Regions from separate parts of the Gossypium hirsutum genome. Here region 1 is linked to region 2. Evidence: chromatin contacts called from public Hi-C data. All regions are on one chromosome and are shown on one strand. Each heading gives the region's core, a stretch centred on a gene start, on an enhancer-like site or on the middle of the called end of the contact. The rest is flanking DNA. Distances are from core to core; before and after follow the strand shown.

Region 1 (7,252 bases), core at 4,298-6,797, 280 kb before region 2:
GAACCTCGTTTTTGAACTCAAGGTCTCCTTGTCCAGAATCCGTAGACAGCCTTTTCACTGCTATTAATTTTCCACCAGCAAGTATGCCCTAACACGATATCATAATGAATTATATATATGAATATGCTAATTGAACTTATGATTTGGTGCAATACCCTTCTTTGTATTTCGACGTCTTACCTTATAAACTGCTCCAAATCCACCTTGTCCGAGCTTATCTGCATCAGAAAAGCGATTTGTAGCAGCTCTAATGGTGTTGAAATCATATTGTAAGGAGTCTGCAGTTGCGATTTCATCCCCTTCTTCAGTTGCTTCATGCTCTTTAGAAGTGTAGCAAAGAAAACAAAAACAAGTAAATTATAGATTCAGTCACAACAGTGCAAATGAATGAAAAACAATAAACTGATTCTTTTTACTTACTTTGACGTTTCAGATTTCGCTTCCTAAACCGTAAAATGATGCAGATGACATTGGATATGAGTAGTGCAGCAAAAGCAACAGCCAAGATGGATATGCTGTTGTTGTGGTATCGTTTGTGTCTATATCAGCAGAAGTTCTATTGTAGAAGCGTACAATCTCAAACCTAAAGTTACAAGAAGGCAGAGATACCCTGCCTCCTTGTTTGCTGTCGCAGCAACGCGGTATATAAACAATGGCCAGCGACAAGCAAGATCGGCAATCATATTGTTTCAAATCATTACTACATTGAACACGCGCATATATTGTTTGAAAAGGTGTAACTTGTATGCTTCCTGTCGCAAACTTTCCAAGGGAAGTCCCCACTTGAACGACATCTCTTAGCCTCTCCATTAAGGAACCCAAGGCCTGATTAAAAGCATCTACATTCGACACGTTATTTGAATTCCACATGAAGAAATGAGGGTCGACATCCCTGACACCAACAATGGAGCGATTTGTGTAGCGGAACGTGCAATAGTCATACCATATAATCGCCTCTATTCGGTAAGGGCAGCGATTTCTGAGCTCTCGGTATGCGTCATTGATGCAGTTAAAGCAATCACTTGAGTTCAAATCCCCTCTGCAAAATGAAACTGCGTTAGCTATGGTGGAGCCTTGGCCAGATGAAAAATTGTAGAAGCCCCTGTCATTTGGTGTGTTGAGGGAGAAAGATGAAAGCAGTTGATTGAGGTTTGTCTCGTAAGTGCTGTTGCTGGTGAAGTTACCAGTGCTGTTTATACAAAAATGGCGTAGAGGCTGTTGTTGAGCAACGGTAACAGTAACATGGAATGCTGTAACTAAAGAAGAGAATAAAAACTGCCATGAAAGATCCATTGCCATGTTTGCCTGCAGATATTCAAAGCTTAATATATGATTTTCAGAGTACATTAAAATGATCAATGGTTGCTTGCAACCTTCATGATTTAAGGTTGATGCAGACTTAACTGATCATAAAATTTCTAAGAAAGTCACTACATGGCTGTGGTCCCGTGGATTTGGATTGATCTGGAATAAGCTAGTTAAAGTCAATGGTGGCTTCAAATTTGTCATGCAGAGATATGTAGGAACTAAGAAGTTCCCTTAGGACACTAAGCAAATAGCTCTGCCTCCGTGACCTTTGACCATACGCTCTAATATACCAATCATCTGCAAAAAGAAGACAAAGCCAACTTGTTTGGTTAGTAGCATTGGATTAGACAAAGCCAACTTGTTTGGTTTTGTCTTCTCTGCTTGCAAACGATGGACTTAGTAGAAGCTTTATCCATGGTTGTTGACCCTAAAGTTACAAGTAGATGCCATGATTGGATAATAATTTCCTGCTTCAAATGTATGCTGGTGCTGGTGTTATCATTCTGCATAAGCCCTCTCTGTTATTGCTAATTTTTTATCGATTTCAATGGCTAATTTTCTCATGTCATTTGATTCTTCTGTAAATTAATGTTGTAGGAATACATAAAACATTCTGTGCAACATTATTCGTATAATATAGTTTTATGTGCATTTCTGAACTTACATACATACCAAGTCTTATATATAAATAATTTCAAGTACTCAAAAACATTAAACTAAAACATAAAAATACAATTTAATAATCATTGATAAAGTTAATTTCTTCCATTAAGAAAATAAAATTCCAAGTTCATCGTCAAGAACAGAAACCATAGCCTAAGTGGAACCATTGAGAATTTACGCCTTTCCCTTTTAGCCATTTACATAGATTGATAATAGCGTAGTGCTAAAGAAGTTATGGGGAACCAAATGTGTTCTCTCCACTGTAAGTCATATACAGAAAGCCATCTTCATCCTTGTTTTCTTCATAAATTGCAGACATCAAAGCAGCTGCAACCAAATAAAAGAACCAAATTCAACCTCACACTAAACAAAATTGTAACATGTTATGACACTTGAAAGTAATATATTATCACTAACCAGTAGGAGGGAGAGTGTTCTTCACAAAGACAAATATAGCTTTCTCCGCACTAAGCTTAATCCTTTTGCGTACAACATAAACGAATTGCCCCACAGTCAAATCAGATGGAACAAGATACCTGAATCCATAATCAAACAAGAATATGTACTAAGAAAACCAGAAACAGTCACCAGTAAACAAGTCGTATATCTTGTTCGGTTCTCCGAAAAATACCCCCCATTAAGCTTCAGCAAATAAATGACATAAAACATCAATTCACTAGAAACCAAGTTTGGCAAATAACAGACTGAATAAGAATAGTTAAGCATTGCTCTACCGATGTTTCATTAGAATCGATTTCCTTCCTGCACAACTTAGCAGGAGACTTTACAAGTAGTTAAAACTACTAGAAGGTCCTTGTACTATTATAGACAGGGTCTCTGCTATAAAGATGAGCGAATTAGTCCTTAGTCTTTGTACATTTAACTTTGAAGCAAAAAGGACAAAATTTCAAATGAGTTAAAAACTGCCAACTTGTGTTTTAAAGTAACGCGAAAAGAAAAATCAAAATTAAACATTTTTAAAGCATGAAAAACGGAATAAACTGCTCATTTTCTTTCACGTCACTTTAAAATACAAGTTGGCATTTTTTGATGTTACTCTACTGGCATTTACGATCCATTTTCTTAAATGTACAAAAACTAGATTGGTCACTTCTATAGTATGACTAATTTGCTCCTAAGCCTATAAGGACCCTCCATGTGGTTTAACCCTTTAGACGCATAGCAAAGATTAGATAACAGTCTCAGGAAAATTAAAACAACGAAAAAGTGTGACAGAAAATGAAAATTTAAACTTTAATATGGTCAAACGTGACTAACTTCTTTTTATCAATGTCAGGAATGTCACTCCTTTCAGCCTTCTCCACGATAACCTGCATGATTGCAAGTATAGAAGAATATTAAAAGAGTGATGCAGGACGAAAATTATTAAGCAGAAAGGGAAGATAGCGGCTTGAATATTCTAACAGGAACTCTGTCTGGATACTTCTCCCTGATGCGACCAGATTCAGCCTGCCTCCTTTCTGAGAATTGGAAACAAGTAAAACGAAATTTTAATTAGCTTAATCGGATGGGAGAATAAGAGCAGCAAGACAAGCAAAGGAAATGAGGATGCTGCAACTATACCATCCATTCCTATACAATATAACCCTAAAAGGCTAATCCTAAAAAAGACTTAAACTAGTACACTTGGTTCAAACAAGCTCTTATGTTTTTTTTGGTAACTAAATAACTCCTAAACTTTTATTTTTATTCATGTAAACCCTTAGTTTTAACTAAAAATACTATCAGAGAAACTCAATACCAAGTTACAATCAATATTCTTGAGATATTAAGTTATCAATATTCGATTTTTGTTTTTTCTATTATAGAGCTAAAAGGCTAATGTACTAAAGAAGGCCTTAAACTAGTACGCTTTGTTTAAATAAGCCCTTATGTTTTTGTATAACTAAATAAGTCCTATACTTTGATATTTATTCATGTAAGCCCTTACTAAAAGTAAAACTCTTTTTGGAGAAACCCAAATACCAAGTTACAACCACTGTTCATGAGATATTCAGCTGTCAATATTGAATCTTAGTATATATATTTTTTAATTTTAATAGGTTAAACTAGTTTTAATCACATAGATAGATATTTAGATTCAATCTTCTATAATCAATAAAATTGTGAAGCCTCAAACTGAAACAAAAAGGATGCAATTTTTTTTAATGATTTTGACCAAATCAACAAATTTGATTATTTCATTCTGTCAGATTAGCAATTTAGCTTGAAATTCCTTTTTTCCTTTTTTTACTTTAGTTAAATTCAACACTTTCAAATAAAAATAAAAGTGTATGAGCTTATTTAGTATTTCTTTTAAAAAAAAAAAAAAAAACATAAGAGCTTACATGAAAAAGTGTACTAGTTCAAGGGTTATTCTTAGTACATTAGCCTAAACAATGTAAGTGCAATAAAAAATAGATTAAAATAAGTTGTTAGTTCCTGTACTTTGACAAATTTTGAGATATAGTACTTGTATTTAAAAATTAAGTCCTACTTTTTTTTATTTAAATATCCCAGTCCAGTCATTAAAATTGTAAGCATTTTTTGTCAAAAATTTTCTAGGGAATTTTTATTAGGGTGTCTTCATATGAGGTGGCATATGATTGACAAAAAAAGTAAACATGTTAAATTGACAAATTTTGACAGAAACTACCAATGACAATAATGATGGGACTAGAATTTTTTAAATTGAAAAAGGAGGATTGAATTTTTAACTTTTAAAGTACAGGGATTAAGTCTCAAATTTAATACAAGTAAAGGGACTAACAGCATATTTTAACCTTAAAAAAATCCTTTGCTAAGCAATGTTGAGAGAAATAAAGAATCAAATACCAATGGTTCCAATCAAATTTCATTACCAACAATGAAAGGAATAACCTAAAAAAGCAAACCAAAGAAGACAGTAGCAGAACATAGAATACAAGCAAACTTCTATTCATCATCATGTTCTGCTCATTTCAAAATTTGCAATAGCTTTATCAAGGTAATTTAGGACTATCAATATAATGATTCAACATCTCACACATTGGACAAAGAATGCCCAATTGCACCCAAGATTTAGCAGAATCTGACTAAGCCTCACTAATCAATAAAAACAAAAAGTATATTTAAACAAAATTTAAAGAATACCTAAATCAAAAATTAATTCAATGAAGCAGAATGTTCAAAAAAAATCATGAAAAAGAGAAGAGGATCAATGAAACTCACCCAAAGGATGTTCAAGCTTAAAGGAACTTTTCGCCATTGCTAAATTTGATCCTTGACTATCCACTGCGAATTTCAAAACATCGAAACATCAATGAAAAATTCAATCCTTTTTTTTCTAAATTAGACAAAACAGAAAAGGGCGAAAAAAAGTACCGAGAAAAAAAAAACAATGGAGGCTTTAAGAAATTAGGGTTTCAATTAAAAACAAGAACCCAATTGATTGATAGAGATAATTAGAAAAAGGGTTTGTTCCAATTTGAGTTAGATAGAAAGGACAGATTTTTCAAGCGAGAAGGAAACTATTTAGGGATTTAATTCGAAGCCAACACGAAAGCAATGCTAATTGGATTTTCCCGCGGTAAAAAGGAATCTCTTAATCTAGTCCTGGTTTACCAGAGTTTGCTTATGAAAACGATGTCGTTTCAGACATTCTAGTTGAAATTACCCTCCGAATGTGCTGGCATGAAGGACGAGTGGATTGGTTTGGTTTATTTATGGGATTATAGTCTAACAAATTTTAACAAATGAAGTTGATTTGTTATGTATTTTTATTGTTTTTTAAATATATTTTTAACATTTTTTACAGCTAAATCAGTATTATTATTTTTTCTTTATAAAGTTTTTTAATTATCTATAATTTATATCTATAATCTATAATATAATATAATATTTTTAAGGCTTAATGATAAATTTGGCCACTAACGTTTGAATGTTTTGTTAAAATAATCCTAATTTTACTTTTTAGTCTTTTTTTAGTATCAACTTTTGTTCTGTTTTTCAATTTGCTTTTTCTAACAGATTTAATGAAAGTACCGTTATAAAAGTTAATTGGGATGATGTGGAATTTTATATGTAAAATATTTTTAATAAGATGTAATTTATTACTTAGATAACCCAATAAATAATTACATGTGAAAAATAATAAAATAAATAAATAATACATTAAATTAAATTTAAAAAAATCTTAATTTAAAGAAAATAAATGTAATTATCTAAAAAAATTAACTCGATAGAAAAACTACGCAGTAGACAAACGTATGAAAGATTGAAACCTTTTAAAAGAAAAGAAAAATTGAAACATTGAATTTATTCATTAAATCTATTAGAAAAAGCATATTGAAAAAAAGAACAATGGTTGATGGCCAAAAAAAGGCTCAAAAATACAATTAGGGCCACTTTAACGAAACATGCATACATTAATGGCCAAATTTGTAACACCCTTAACCTGTATCTGTTGTCAGCATAGGGTTCGGAGTATTACCAGAATTTACAGAATATATAACAGACAATTCATGTTATTTAACATTCATATCAGAAACCATTCATAATGAATCATATCGTCCCTTATATGAGCCCTCGAGCCCCAAAATATGCATTAGAAATAAGTTGGGACTAAACCGGGTATTCAGAATTTTTTTCGCAAAATTTCAAAATTTTTCCGAGGTGCAGGGGTGTAAACTGAAAAAAATATATAGGATTTTTCCTATGTAATTTATCAAATTTTTACTTAAATTCGTTGTTAAAACTAAGTAATTGTTTAATAAATTAATGAAATATGTGAAAATATGAAATTAGGACATAGAAATTATTAAAATGTGATTTTATGCTTTATTATATAGTTTTCATGCATAAAATGGCTTATTTTATATTGATTTGAACGTATTAGATTTTTTAAGACATAAAATGGGTCATGCATGATTAAATTAAATAATAAAATATAAAATTGTATTTAATAAATCATTTTAAATATTTCATTAATAATTTGGGTTATAATTAATTATTTAAATTGGATAAGTTTTATTCTTTGGTCCTTCAACAGGTCTGGTAGCTTTGTTGGATTACAAAAACTATCTAAATTGAATACCAAGTCAACCCAAATTTGGCTACACATGGCTGTCCATTTAAACCACTTTTTGCTTTAATTACATAAGGTCCTTGCATTGTTAAAGAAATTAGAGATTTGCCCAAAGATTTACATTTGACCGAGTCTCAGTCCTGAGTTATTATGGAATTTAAATTGCTTAAAAATCAAGTGAAAATCAGCTCAAATTTCACTAATTGTGGCCGGCCA
Region 2 (6,528 bases), core at 598-3,097:
TGATTTAGTCATAGTTTATTTAAAGAGAAAAGTAGACCTTAATTAATCCACTTGAGTGCAAACAGATGCTGCAGTTGCAATTCCTACAACAAAATGGGCACTGCTTTGCTATTTCTTCTTTTGGTATATTGGGATACCTAATGCACCACAACAGTAACAATAAATGAGAAACAAAGTGTATTAGAAATAAAAAAATCTAAGCCTATTAGGTTGAGCATGTTACCATTGTCTGATGCAATTGACGCAATACACTTTCTCTTTACATTTCATGCAGGGAACAATGGTCCTTTCTTCAGTCATACACTGGTGACACTTCACATATTTTCTTCTGCCCTGTTTAAAGCAAGATTTCTCATAATTGTAGTCAGGAAAATGAATATCAAATTGAATAATCTTTATCGGACTAAAAAGAAATAAAATACCTTCACTTTGTTCTTTTTGCATCTGTCAGTGCTGCTAAAGTCACTTTCCAAATGTGAAACTGGAGAGCCTGAAGATGATGATGAGGACAAAGATGAAGAATCAGACAATGAAGTAACTATATGATCAGAAAGTTTCCTCGTAATCTCCTTAGGCCTTCTTTCAACCATCACACTGTCAAAATTTCGGCTTTTGCGCCGGTCTTTCATGTTCATAAACACGATAGCTTCCTCCTCCCATTCATCCAATTCTTCTTCATCCAGTGTAGCTGTCTTGGCTATTCCATTACAATGTCTCTTAGCCTTGGGAATTTTCTCATCCTCTAAGAATTCAAAATCCTTACTTAGCTTTTGTCTCTTTGACTGATTCTTTTTCCTTGCTAACAATTGCTTCGCATTGCCCTTATTTTCAGGTTTGGCCCTTTTATTTCCACAATGCACTGTCATGGGAATTCTTTTCTTTGTTGCAGGCCATGAATTTAAGGTTATCTGCTTACTTTGACCAGTATTACAGTTCTGTCGTTCTCGCTTTGCAATCATCGCCGCCATTGAGAAAGATTATAATTTATCAGAACCTGCAAAGACCTCATTATATAGCAAAAAAATGGTGATAAAACTTTAAAGACTTGGCATCCCTGTTTATATAACAGAAATCACAAAACGAAGAAGAAAAGAGCCTAATTTCAAGCAAACAGCATAAGTTTTGTATACCTAATTATAAAAAAGAAAAAAACTCCAAGCATTATACCTCTCATATGTCGGTGAATTAAATGTATTAAAGAAAAAAATCAGCTCAAATTAATAACAATAAATCGCAGGATAAGAATTTACGATCAATTGAAATAAAAGAAATCCAGATATTGAAACCTGCAACGTTGACTCAGGTCAAGTCAACTGAATTTTAGGATGAATTTTTCATCTAAAAACGCAGAAAATTAACACGAAACCTAACATCAACAAAATCACAACGAATAATCTTGAAACGCAAGTAATTCGGAAAGTAATTACAACAAATTCATCGATAAAACTTCATGATCCATTGAAATATAAAACCGATGCAGATATTAGAACCAGCAGCATTGGCTCAGATAAAGTCAACTGAATTTTAGGATTAATTTTCATCTAAATACAGAAAAAAAGGAAAAAATCAAGAAAAAAAATCACCGCGAACATTCTTGAATCACAAGGAAAAGAAACAGAGATATTGTTTTGAACGAAATTAAACGTAAAATATGAATCAAAGAGTGAGAAGACGAAGAAGACTTAGACTTACCTGATGGAAATATGGTGGATTCAAAGAGTCGAATCAATTAAATGTACTATATAATTAGCCCAAAAATCTCTTTCAAAGATCGTTGATCCAAATTTTCTTTAAATTTTTATATATAAAGAGAACAGAGAATGAGAAAATCAGCCTATCCCAAAGCTGCGTTTTGTTTATTTATACCCGACGAGCGTGGGGCCAGATAGATATATATATTTTTTATAGTTTATATTTATACAATTAATATTCCCCTTATCTCCTCGTAGCTTCTTAGGAAAATAATATATTTTAATGTACTTGAAATCAGGTTTTCTTAACCCACGTCCTTTAGAACCACATAAATTTTTTTAAATATAAATTTTTCTCTTCTAAATAGATATCTTTATTGGATTTCAGATGATTTTTTTTATTTTCCTTAAAAAAATTTATTTTTATTTAATCTATAATAATTTAAATAACCATAACTTAATATTAATATATTTTTAAAAAAATTATTTAATATTAAATATTACTTATTTATTTTTAAGATATTTAAATATTTTTATTTATCCTAATGTGTCTTTTCATTTTTTTTAATATATGATAGTTGGTAAGAATATACGTCACTAAACCTTCCTGTAATTTTTTATATATTACATTTAACAATGTATAGAATAATAATTCACAAATAAAAATGTCTAAAATGCTTTAAATTAAATCAGAAGAATTTTATTATTTAAAGTTAAAAGAGATAATTTTAAAAATCGATTTTGAGCACATGATTGAGATCTTATTGTTAAATATTATTTGATTCCTTATAAAATTTATTCACTATCAATCTAATAAAATATTAGACTTATAATATAAAATTATTTTTAAATGTGAGTCAAACAATAATTAGAATATAAGAGCAATCGTTGGAAAGTAATGCTAATGGCTTTTGGGAATGAGACATTGCCTACGTCGGAGTTTATAGTGGGCGGTAATCCTTTAGGGTCGAATAGTGGAGTTGGTAGGGTGACAGAATAAGGTTCGTCGATGGTCGGATCTTCCATTGGATCTAGACGACCCAACGGTGGACATAAACGGTTAAATAGTACATAATGCATACCAAGTGAGGGCGCCGTACAAATCCACGTTAATGGGGTCTTCCACAAGGCTTAATCAACCCGTTGGCATGGAGGAGGATTTTGAACTCCCTGATGGAGATGTGGTAACAAAAATGGTGGACGGTATTCCATCGATTACATTCTCGGACTGCGTCTATAAGTATATGATAAACCATAAAAGTAATATATTTTTAATCTCATTCTTGATGCATTTTTGGATGATTTATTATGTAAATTAGTGAATTTGATGCTCCTAATCCTTTAAATTCATGTTTCTATAGTTATATGAGCATAGGGAAGTGAAAGGAGCAAAAAAGGGGCCAATCGGATAAAAAGAGCTGTTTTCATGATCCACACGGCCAAGACATTTCCACACGAGTTGGGCACACGCCCATGTACCAGCCTATGTTGATTTCGCACTATGTTTCTCTTTTAAGCGGAAAAAGCCAATCTTTAGGGATTCTGAGCATTTTAAAGTTTATAAATACACACTAGAAGAGTACCTGAAGGGCACGCAGAGAAGAACGAAGAAAAGACTCGAAGAACGCCATCGGATTTATTTCAGAAGCAAATCTCCTTCAAGATTGAAGACCTCCATTCAATTTCTTTAAAAGTTTATTTGGGTTTCTTTATGTCTTGTTGTTTTCCTAACTTTGAGATAATGTTATTGCATATTATGAACTAAATTCCCTAGATACCTAGGGAAGATGAAACCTATATGAATCTTATTATTTCATTTTTGAATTACATGATAAATACTTGATTCTTGTTCTCAATTATGTATACTTATTTCATGTTTTAATATTTTAGGATATTAATTCATGTTTAATGTGCTTATTTCAGTAGAGCAAAAGTCCCTATTTAAGAGTAGATCTAGCATAATTGAGTAGAGTTGCATACAATCCTAGAAATAGGACGATATAAATCTACCGGATTAGAGTCAAATCTAATATGGGAATCCATAGATCGAGTTAATGCGACAATAGGGGTTTTAATTAGAAAGAGATTTCAATTAATCAACTTAGAGTCAGTTATTTTTACTCTCGAAAGAGATGTTAACATAATTTAGGGATTTCTACGGATCAAGGCGCAAGTGAATAAATCATTTAATTCATATTCAAAATAATAAGTGAAGTCTAGGTGGATTCTTTCCTGGGTATTGTCTATCTCATTTGTTTTATTCAAATATTTTCCTAATTCATTCTTTGTTGCGTTCTTAGTAATTAGTTAGTTAATTTTAAATTAAAATCAGTCCCATTAATTTATCGGCTAAATAATAGAAAAATAGTCATTACTAGTACTTTTAGTCCTCGTGGATATGATATTCCTGACTCGCCATAGCTATACTATTATTCGATAGATGCACTTGCCTTTATTGTAATTTTAGTTAGTTTAGTGACCATCAATATATCAAATGGAAAACGACGAGGACTGTTATCGTCAAATTGTTGGGTGGGATAGTTGGCTTCAATGCATTATTGAATAAGATTTCTTTGATGTGGAGTCCTAGAAACCCTGTACAACTCTTGGATCTGGAGAATGATTTCTCTCTTGTGAGGTTTCAAGATGATGAGAATGTCAACAAGGTTTTGACGGGTGATCTGTGGGTAATTTTTAGGTGATATTTGTCTATTCGGCCTTGGTCGCCAGAGTTTTCGACGACTCATGATGAGGTGGACGTTCAGGTGATGTGGATAAGGCTTATGGGTCTGCCAAAAGGATATTATTCTGATTTCCTCCTTCGTATGATTGGACTATCGTGGTGAAAATTGACGAGCACACGGATAGGGCCTGGTGGGGAAGGTTTACTCATCTAGATGTGTGTATTGATTTGAGGAAGCCATTAGTGTAAAAAATCAAGACTAATGGTTGACTTCAAAGAATTGAATGTGAGGCATCACCAAATGTGTGTTTCAAGCGTGGCTTGTATGACAATGGAGCGTGTTTGTGTTCAAGTGTTAAGAAGTCGGAAGGTCAAATAGTCTTTACTGATCCAATTAAGGAGAAAACGAGGCTCCAATGAAGGGTGGAGGAGGAGTCATTTGGATCTTGGATGATAGTTAAACGCCAGAAGAAGGGGAAGGGCCAGAACATAGGGGCAGTTAAGGGAGATAATCATTACGTGAAGGCTAAGGCATCTCATTTCTTGAAGTTGAATGAAGACATGGGAGGGGTGATACCGTGACTATTGAATCAATTGAAGGATGTCTGGGTAGTCGCGCTAAAGGGCAGGACAAGGTTTCGAAGGTTGCTAGAGGTATGGGAAATAAGGAGCTAAAGTAGCCCCTTAAGCACAAAAAATTTAGCAGGCTAAAGGGAAGGATTTTATTATTGGTAGTGGACCCAAATTAGGGTCCAAGGGGTTTAAGCCTAAAAATATGAATGTAGGGGTTAAGCCTAAGCAGAGTCAAGCTTTGTTCGATGATGGTTTGTTAATGGGCCTAAAATCTTCAGTTGGTGAAGAATTTGTTTTGCTTTTACAACTCGTATATGTTTCTTCCAAGTTAGATAAGGATAAGCATAGGGCTATTCAATTTTTGGGAAAAGAGAAGGCCGAGTCTTCGAAAGGGAAGGAAAATGGGGTGTTTCGGTTTGGAAATTTGTATAAGGGTGACAATGGGAAGAATTCCTATGTAGCTGAAAGAGAAATGCTTCACCAAAAAAAAACCCTTCAAATATTATAATGAGTGAACCCAAGCAAGCCATAGTGGAACTGAAATCGACTTTAGAGGGTTTAGCGGATAATTTGGAGAGGGTGGCCGAGACTGCTCCTATGGAAGATGATGGTCGATCTGATGAAGATGGCTTGGACGATGGGAACAGTGGCAACATTAAGGTTAGTTACTGATGAAGTTTGTTGTGTTTGGGTTGGTTTTTTTTCCATTTATTTTTTATGGACATGAAGATAATTTTCTGGAATTGCCAAGGGGCTGGGCATCCCCAATTCTATAATAGAGTAGTTGAGTATAAAAAAGAATTTTTTTCCTGATGTGTTATGTTTGTTTGAGACTTGGATCAATGGAGTTAGGGTCGATTGTGTTATTAATAAAATTAGGTTTCCTAATTCTTTTCGGGTTGAAGCTAATGTATTTGTTGAAGGCATTTGGATAATCTAGAATGACAATTTTTTGGTGGACATTTTAGATGTACACCCTCAGGTGGTCTACATGAAGATTAGTTGTCGGCAAAGCTCAGTTACTTGTTTCTGTTCTGTGATTTATGCTAGCCCACAACCATCTATGAAACAGAAGTTGTGGTAGTATTTGGATTCACTGGCTGAGTTAATAGATGGGTCGTGGATTATAGTAGGGGATTTTAACACAATCTTTAATAGCTTGGAAAGGGCGAGAGGTGCTTGTAACAGCCCAAAATTTACCCTAGTCGGGAAGTGGTTTCGGGACCACAAAACCGAGTTATGAAGATAATTAATTGTTATATTCTATGTTTATTATGTGTGTACATGCATATGTGGAAGTTTCATGCCTTAATTTTGCCAATTGCATGAGGAATTATTAAATAGGGATCAACATGAGACATGGTGAAAAATGATAGGTTAATTTTAAAGGGGCTTATTAGTGCATGTCAACACAAAGGTGGACTTGCATGTCAAATTGCCCAATTTTCCTTATAGTGGCCGGCCAAGGTGGGTTGATGATGGGCAAAATATTTGTTGAAATTGATATTGGGTTATGGGATTTAATAAATAAAAGAAAAGAATGAAAATGTGATGAAAAAAAAGGGGCTTCATTCTTGTCTT

What was found. Hi-C and Micro-C count contacts between places; a contact is called where the count stands out from the background.
Region 1: a Hi-C map of leaf shows a contact between it and region 2, with 2.4 times the contacts expected there. The contact joins the promoter of LOC107888977 here to the promoter of LOC107888974 in region 2. A contact is called at or near these places in 3 of 34 Hi-C or Micro-C datasets (hypocotyl, leaf and petal).

The regions. Positions count from the first base shown.
Region 1 is chrA09:59,122,597-59,129,848 of Gossypium_hirsutum_v2.1, reverse strand. LOC107888977 (autophagy-related protein 8C) reads right to left here and starts at 5,547. Exons shown (of 6, transcript XM_016813256.2): 1 at 5,335-5,547; 2 at 5,182-5,244; 3 at 3,397-3,452; 4 at 3,250-3,302; 5 at 2,389-2,507; 6 at 2,055-2,298. The coding sequence starts at 5,218. The coding sequence ends at 2,204. It also overlaps the pseudogene LOC107888976.
Region 2 is chrA09:58,835,644-58,842,171 of Gossypium_hirsutum_v2.1, reverse strand. It overlaps LOC107888974 (lysine-specific demethylase JMJ25), which reads right to left and starts at 1,847. Exons shown (of 14, transcript XM_041076092.1): 1 at 1,693-1,847; 2 at 423-994; 3 at 224-333; 4 at 38-137. The coding sequence starts at 968.